Linked DNA regions of Sus scrofa: region 2 is linked to region 1. The links are chromatin contacts, called in public HiChIP or PLAC-seq maps. All regions are on one chromosome and are shown on one strand. The core of a region is the stretch at or near the end of the contact, and the rest is flanking DNA. Distances in the headings are between cores, read along the strand shown.

What was found. HiChIP or PLAC-seq counts read pairs in DNA pulled down with a chosen protein or histone mark.
Region 2: an H3K27ac HiChIP or PLAC-seq map of alveolar macrophages shows a contact between it and region 1. The contact joins the enhancer-like site here to the promoter of HIPK3 in region 1. A contact is called at or near these places in 1 of 5 promoter capture datasets (liver), 11 of 47 Hi-C or Micro-C datasets (embryonic fibroblasts, fetal heart ventricle, heart right ventricle and 5 more) and 2 of 2 datasets of contacts at active chromatin or transcription factors (alveolar macrophages and skeletal muscle).

The regions. Positions count from the first base shown.
Region 1 is chr2:27,683,861-27,687,918 of Sscrofa11.1, reverse strand. HIPK3 (homeodomain-interacting protein kinase 3) reads left to right here and starts at 1,993. Exons shown (of 16, transcript XM_021083205.1): 1 at 1,993-2,602.
Region 2 is chr2:27,605,926-27,609,983 of Sscrofa11.1, reverse strand. HIPK3 (homeodomain-interacting protein kinase 3) reads left to right here. Exons shown (of 16, transcript XM_021083205.1): 3 at 293-416. Among named protein-coding and RNA genes, the nearest start is that of HIPK3, 78 kb to the left of the region's middle. Within about 2 kb of position 1,708, at least 3 of the 83 cell types and tissues checked have an H3K27ac peak or open chromatin away from gene starts, as enhancers often do. A contact at or near this core is called in alveolar macrophages, where this site is marked.

The sequences.
Region 1 (4,058 bases), core at 744-3,243:
GCAATTTAGAAGTCTACATTAAAAAAACTTTACGCTGAAATATTCTCTTTTGCTTTTTTTTTTTTTTACAAAGTTCACATACTAGTTAAATCAGGACATTGACAAATTATCTGGATGGTGGTGTTCAGAATGGATTGGAGGAATTCTCTTGCGGCTGAGCAGGTTAAGGATCTGTCTTCACTGCAGTGGGCACAGCGTGCTTCTCTGGTGTGGATTTGATCTCTGGCCAAGGAATTTCCAACATGGGTGTACCCCCCCAATAATGAATTAGAGAGGGAAGAGACTGATGGTAAAGAGGTTAAGTTAGGACACAATAGGTATAAACGGGAAAAAAAAAAGACTTGAACTAATAGTGTTAGTTTGTCTAGCAACATTTGCTAAGGACTTAGTATAAATCAGTGTGTTGGGGACTCACAATACAATGATAAAAACAAATTTTTTTTTTTTTTTTTGGTACAGGATCTCCTCCTGGAACTTGCGGTATATATAGTGCCAATGCCAAGGATAGAAAGTTAAAAAAAAAAAAATCCTTCGCCCTTTTCAGCTTCCTGCATATATGTAGCAGTGCCTTATGAGAATGGAAGCTTCCCATTAGAGGTGACCCAGATAAATGTTTTGCAAAAATTCTGAAGGTTTGAAGTTCTAGTTGAATATTTTCCTTGTTTCACTTACAGATTTTTCTATTATTGTCACTTTCTTCTTTGAGTCATGTTTTTATCCTTTTTTTGGTTCTTTTAACTATTGCTTTTTAAACAAGTCAGAAGTAACTAAATACTAAGTAAAAAGGAATGGCTAACATGCTGCTATCTCTCTGAGAGACAGACAGTTTTGTTTTTCTGTTTTGGCAAACTTTACAACTGGTTATCCTCCCTAAGTTGAAAACAACCTTCTTTTGAAAATGCTACTTCCAACTGCTTCAAGGCATACTATCCGTTTCCCTTAAAGGCATCCTTCAAAATACTCTTCTCCCAGCTTGCAAAGCAGCCCGGAGTCAAGGTGTAGAATTAAATACGCAGCAATTTGCCACGCCTTTTGCCCTGCCTCTACGGCTATAGAAAGTGTCTGGGGACTAATACCTGCGCAGTAGAGGCAAGCCTAATGAAGATTTTCTAAGAAACTAAGAGAGGGCACTTCCATTCCTCAGAGAAAGGTGTTCCCAAAACGTTAAACATTAATTCAGGACAGAAAGGAAGAGAAAAAAGGTATATTTAAAAAGATCAACTATGAATGATAAATATTTAGAAGGTCAGTTGTTTCCTAGGGAAAAGAAGTGCAGACCAGGGCTTGGCTATATAACCTTGGACAAGTCACCTGAAGTTTGATTCCGCGCCCTACTTTGGACCGAGGATCTCTATGGTTCTTTCATCCCTAAGATTCTATGGTTCTATGATTCCGTTGTTTGAGATGGGCCATTCTGTTGATTTCCTCGTTTCCAGGAGGGAGCTAACTAGTTAGTCTCTGGGAGTGGGACTGACTACCTTGATGGAGAATTACCAACGCAGAGGTGAGTGAACTTCATATGTATGTACGAGGGTTTGGAGTTCGAACCGTTGACCCTTTGGGATGGGCGAGCGGGTAGGACTTATTTTCGACTGGAATTGTTCACTGTATACATTTCCCCTTTCTTTATTATTAAACCTTTAAAAAAAAAGGAAAAAAACCGCCAAGAAACAGACCCTAAAGGGGTAGAAGGGGGAAACTATGATTACGGGATTTCGAAAGGCCTGTAAAATCCTGCTTCCGCATTTTCATCCTTTCTTTGGTGGTTAGGATCGTTCAAAAAATACACATATTTGGTGGAGCGGGCCCAAGAGTGAGATTCAGAACAGAAGAGGGGGCGTTGGCGGAGGCTGCTTTTGCTGGCGCGCTGGCGTGAGGGAGCTGCGGGTCGGACCCACGCCGGCCGCCAGGCGGGCTCGAAGCTACAAGGGCGCGGCTGCGGGCGGGCGGGCCCCTGGGAGGGGCTTCGCGGAGGCGCCGCGGCCCGAGCCGAGCTGGGCCGCCCGGGCTCCGCACGCAGAGCGGCCGGGCGGGCGGTGGCGCTGCGGAGGCGGCGACCGAGGCCGGCGGGCGCAGAGGAGGGGCCCGAGACTGGGGCGGCCGGCGGCAGCCGCCTCCGTGACGACTGCCGGCAGCGCGGCGACCTGAGGATACCGAGCCGCGGGCCCCGCCGTCGCCGCCGCTCCCAGCTGTCTTCCTTCTCCTCGCCTGGCGTCAGGAATGGGCCTCAACCGCCGCGGGCCCCGCACCCCGCGCCGCCCGTAGGCCCCAGCAGTCGGAGGCCGGCCGGCCGGCCTCTGACCACCCCTCGCCCCAGCCGAGCCATCCCCACCCCATCTCCCTGGGAAAGAAGATGAGGGAGACGGGCCCGGCGCTCAGCAGCCAGAGCAGCAGCAGCAGCGGTCGGGGGAGGGTGTTTCGCCGTTTCTTCTTAGCCGCCAGGACAAGATGGCAGCGGCCGCGGAGAGGGGCTGAGCCCGGGCTGGGTGGTGCCGCCTGCTGAAGCGCCTGGCTCCCTGTCCCCGGCACGGCCCCGCACCCACCTCGGACATGCTCAGGGCTGCGGCCGCCCGACGAGGGGAGAGCGCAGGCCTCTAGGAAGGTAAGGGAACAGGGCGGGGGGCGTCCCATCCTGGGTTAGGGGCGGGGGAACTGGCTTCATTGGCCGCGCGTGCGGTCAAGGGGCCAGCGGACCTCTCCTCGGACCCCCGCCGGGCCCGGCATCCCCTGAGCGGCCCGCACCGGGCGCGCGAACTGCACCCCATCCGCGTTCTCCGCGCGCTCGTGCTCCGCGTGCTCGTGCTCCGCGTTTCCGCCCCGGCCCTCGCGGGGTGGCGGGTCCAGGCGTCTCCCTCGAGGCCCGGGCGCCCCCCCTGCGAGGCCGCGGACGCGGGGCCGCGCGTGGTTCCTGCGTGCGGTGGCGCAGCCTCCGGGAAGCTGCGCTTGGGCTGGGCCAGGCCGGGCGGCCCCCCGCCGCCCCCTGCCAGGGTTGCGCAACGGCTCTTCCCAGCAACCGAAGTTTTGTTTAGTCCCACTGGGGGCCTCTTCCCTCACCGTAGCCTGGGCCGTCACTACGGAGACCTCTTGTCTTTCATTAAGGGGAACGAACACAAACACACGCACGCACGCAACTTGAGCGCCGCGGTCGATGGCTGCGTCCCGGGCTTTGTGGCCCAGTCCCCGGCGTCGCCGAGCGGCGGGTTTGGAGGGTGTCCACTCCGGGGACGTGAGTGCGTGTGATTGTTGGGGAGGAGAAATGTGATCCGTCGCTCCGCGTCCCCCGCCGCGGCCGGAGGAAGGCGTGGCGGCCGCGCGGCGGGTCTGTTGCCGGCTTCTCTCGTTACGGTGGCGGCCGTCCGCTTCCCTTCCCGGCGCTGGGAGAACTCGCGGAAAGACCTCGGAGGAGAGCTATGTCTGTTTTCCTGTCGAGAGGGAGAAGGCTGTTTTAAAATGGTATGTGGCTCTCGGCAAAGCTGTTTCCCAGTCTTATCTGGGTTTGAGGAATTGCGCTAAAGGGTGTGTGCGTAAATTACCTTGGACCTGTTAACAGAGCAGTCACAACACGTTCAGTCCTTGAACCGTGTTTCCACAGCCTCTTCCTGCCCTGTTGGAATTTATTTTTCCACCTGTCGGTTCGCTGCTTCTAACTAATTCAAAGGTGCTTCTATTAGTAACAGTGAAGTTTTTCAGATTATCGTTCAGTTTACAGGGAAAGCTTATGGTTGGTTCTATTGTCAGCTTTATTTGATGTCTCTTTGGTCTAGGGCCAGAAAAGTTAGCTGGTAAACCAGTTTGTGCTTGTATTTATGTGTACCTTCTAGTTAGTAGTTGGAGATCGGCTGATTTTTTTTTTCTTTCTATTTTAGGTATTTCCTTGTTAGTTACTGAAGTGGAAGGATTTATAGTCACACCGTTTCAGTTTATTTCAAAGTTTTGATTGCTGGACCTTTTAAATTTTTAGGAGGTTCTTATTTTGATCAGTTTTTTGATGAAAACTTTTGAGTAGGATCAGTGAGTTTTGTTTGCTACCCAACTAAAAACACCTTAGTCCTGTATTC
Region 2 (4,058 bases), core at 459-2,958, 78 kb after region 1:
TCCAAGACGCTGCCAATTGTGTTGCATCACAGGGGGAACTACTTTTTCCTTTTTTAAATGTCATGTTAATAAAAACTCAAATTTATAGATATTTTATCATAGCAATGTTGTATTCATAACAACATTTTAAATTCAATTCAGGATTATGGCTGGATTTCAAAGAGTTCTTAAAAATGAAGAGTTACTATAAATAGGTGATTCCTTTGTCATTTTACAAATTATTCTTAGAATATCAGATGAAATCAGATAAATTTTAAAGAAAACCACTCATATTTTTTGTTTTTAATTTCAGAGCTCCAGAGATTATATTGGGGTTGCCATTTTGTGAAGCCATAGACATGTGGTCATTGGGATGCGTGATTGCAGAATTATTCCTTGGATGGCCTCTCTACCCAGGAGCCTTGGAGTATGACCAGGTAAGTAGAATGTAAAGAAAAATAATAGACTTATAGGAAGGCATTCCCACAGTATACAATACATAGGAAACTTTTTTTGGAATAAAATAGCAAAACCTGAGACCTTACGGAATTTAAATTCAGGATCTCAAAAACAGTTTGATTTTTAAAGTGTTTTCATAAACAAAGCTATAATCCACAGGCCTGAAAGCCAGTTTTATAAAACTCTTGGTAGAATTTTTAAAATCGTTTTTATGCTATAGCTACATAAAGGGCTCGACTGTCCGTTTAAATAATAGCGCTTTGGGTGACAAACTTTGATGATGGATGAAATGTCAGCCTCTCCCAAGGAATAAAAGGCATCGTAACTCCTGATCTTGAACCAATAACCTCTCTTGGTCTTAGTACCTTAGTCACCTGAACCCTCTTTAGTATTTTAAGCTGTTTTGATTGTGCTAGAAGTCTAGCTTAACATTATTTAAATGACTCTCAGTAGAATCCAGCAAATCACCTCATTACACACTTTTCATGATAGTTTGCAGGTATGTTCATTGGTCTAAGTTGTTAGATAATATTGTTTGCTGTTTTCTTGGTTTTTAATATCCAGATTCTTTTTTTGGAGTAATTGTTATTCACTCTTATTTGAAAGAGTTTCATGGGCTCTTCCTTTTTAGAGAGATATATACTCAACTTATATTTTAGTGGAAAATGTTAGTCAGAATTAACAATGGTTACATAAATTTTGTCTGGCTTATATTTTTATTTAAATTATAAACTAACTTTTAAGCATGACAAAATAGGAAATAGAACATTTTAAAGCACACATGATGTAACTGTAACAAAATGCCTGATTTTTAGGGTACCGCTTTCTGTATTAAAAGGGATAGAAGAGGTAGTTAATTTGGTGACTTAAATTTGCTGAGACAACTCTAAAAGTTATTTAATATTATTAGATTTGATGTTATTGTTACGTTTACTCTTATCCTCTTCCAGTGTCTTTCCACCCATAAAGCTTCTCTTTGAAGCCATGTTTTTAAATACTCTCCTACCTTCCCTCTCCATGGTCAGCATACCTCTTAAAAGACTGTTTCTTTAAATATTTCCATACTTCCTATTCCTAGTTTCCTTCATCTTTTAACCCAACCATTAACTTTGATGATACTAGTTTTGAAAGAATTAGTGATCTAATCAGAGAGTCCCGTACTCTCTTAGCCGTGGGTACCTGTCAAATGCACTAATCATATCTTTGGCTTTGTGGACTATAGTTGATGACATGCATGGTACTATGGAGCGGGACACCATCTAGTGGCAATTCCAGGTCAATTTGCTATTGTGTTCTGGATTTGGGCTTTACAGTTCTAGTCTTGTACAACTTATGTTGCTACTGAAAAGGACCCTAAAGATTGTCTAGTTACTATCTCTTCCCATTTTATAAAGGAGAAAACTGAGGCTCAGGAAAATGACTTGTCAGAAGTCACAATAGTAATTTAAGACCAAGTCCTGATCAAAACACAGTTTTTCTAAAGTTTATTAAGATTTTTTTTTTTTTTTTTTTAACTGAGAGCAGGTGTGGAGTTCCCGTCGTGGCGCAGTGGTTAACGAATCCGACTAGGAACCATGAGGTTGCAGGTTCGATCCCTGGCCTTGCTCAGTGGGTTAAGGATCTGGCGTTGCCGTGAGCTGTGGTGCAGGTCGCAGATGCAGCTCGGATCCCACCTTGCTGTTACTGTGGCTCTGGCATAGGCTGGCGGCTACAGCTCTGATTCGACCCCAGCCTGGGAATCTCCATATGCCACGGGCATGGCCCCAGAAAAAGGCAAAAAGACAAAAAAAAATATAAAAAAATAAATAAACTGAGAGCAGGTGTTATCTGATCCAGATTAACAATATTACAATATATTCAGGATGTATATTACTCATATAGCATCACAGTTGGAGTTGTCAATTCAGTGTTTTAAAAGTTATCTTCTAAGATACGTGAATGGGAGCAGATAGAAGTGATGATGTATGTTTTGGTTCCAATCTTAGACTTATACGTAACACTCATTATCAAATCTAGTGCTTACTGAGTAGGTTTTGATACACGTCTTCTTTAAAGATAAGAGATGTCCCTTCTATTCCTTATTTTTAAAGTTTTTTTTTTAATCCTAAATTGTTTTTGGACTCTGAAATGCTTTTTTTTAATCTGTTAAAATGTTCATGTAGTGAGTTTTTTGGGTTTTTTTATTACTTTAGTCTATTAATGTTGAATTTCATAAATTTTCTTCAATTCCCTGGATTATGATCATCTAATTAGAATATGAAAGGGCCATCAGCAGGGTATGCCTCTCTCTATTGTTTCCTATTCTAGTCATCAGCTGCTGTGATATACTAGGATACCCACTTGAGGTATTGTGGCTATTTTATTTTTTAACTTATTATTTCCCTTACAGTGGGCAGTAGTATCATTACTAATTAATACTTACTCAGCTCTTTTTTGTGCCAGGAACAGTACTTAACACTTTAATTAACTCATTTAATGTTCACAGCAACCCTGTGAGGTTTTACAGATGAGGAAGCCAAGGTGGGGGGAAGTTTAATAATTTGCCCAAGAATCCAACACAGGCAATCTGAATCCAGAAACTATGCTATTAGCAGTAGGCCCCCTCATGGATAATGATATTTTGAAGGCAATAAAAGAGTCCAACTAAACCCTGCCCCAGTCTGCCCTGGCTCCCTGACACTGGCCCTCTTCCACATTCCACCTCCGCCCTTCCATTCACGGTCTGCTATTGCTTAGAGATCAAGAGAGTTTTCACCGGAGGTTTTTTTTTTTCTCCTCTTTTGGCTGTCCCATGGCTTATGGAATTCCTGGGCCAGGGATCAAATCCTAGCCACAGTTGTGACAACACTGGATCCTTTAACGTCTTTGCCAGACCAGGGATTGAACCTGTGTCCTAGCACTGCAGAGACACTGCTGATCCCACTGCACCATAGCAGAAACTCCGGTTTTTACAGCCTTTATATAGTTTTTAGATTTATCAACCTCCATTGATATTCTGTCTCCAGATTTGAGTTCTAGGGGAGGATCCAGCAGACCATGCTAGTTCTCCTGTGATAACATTTTATACAAATATTTATCTCTGAGAATGTATTTATACAAGGTAGTCATTCTTCTGTTTTGCTTTTATTAATAACAATTACATTGCTTTTAAACAAGAGGAATTTTTTTTTGTTTTGTTTTTGTTGTTGTTGTTGTTGTTGTTGTTTAATGGCATATGGCAGTTCCTAGACCAGGGATTGAATTTGAGCTGCATTTGCAACCTAAGTGGGATCCTTTAACCCACTGCAGTGGGCTGGGGAGTTAACCCGTGCTTCTGCAGCAACCCAAGCCACTGAAGTTAGGTTCTTAACCCACTATGCCACAGCAGGAACTCCAACAGGAGTGTTTTTATATTATAAATGTGTCAGTATTATTTAAAGAGTGGAATCCTCGCCTCCTGGGAGCAGTTTCTCAGGGCTACCTGAGATACTGTCTCCTGGGCTTAAACCCTAATTTTTCCCCAAATAAAACTTAACTCTCAATTTAAATAAAAATAAAAAGAGTGGAAGCTCAGCCAATTAATTTAGAAATTCAACACGAATACAAGAATTATATATTTTATATCTCTAGCAACAACTTCA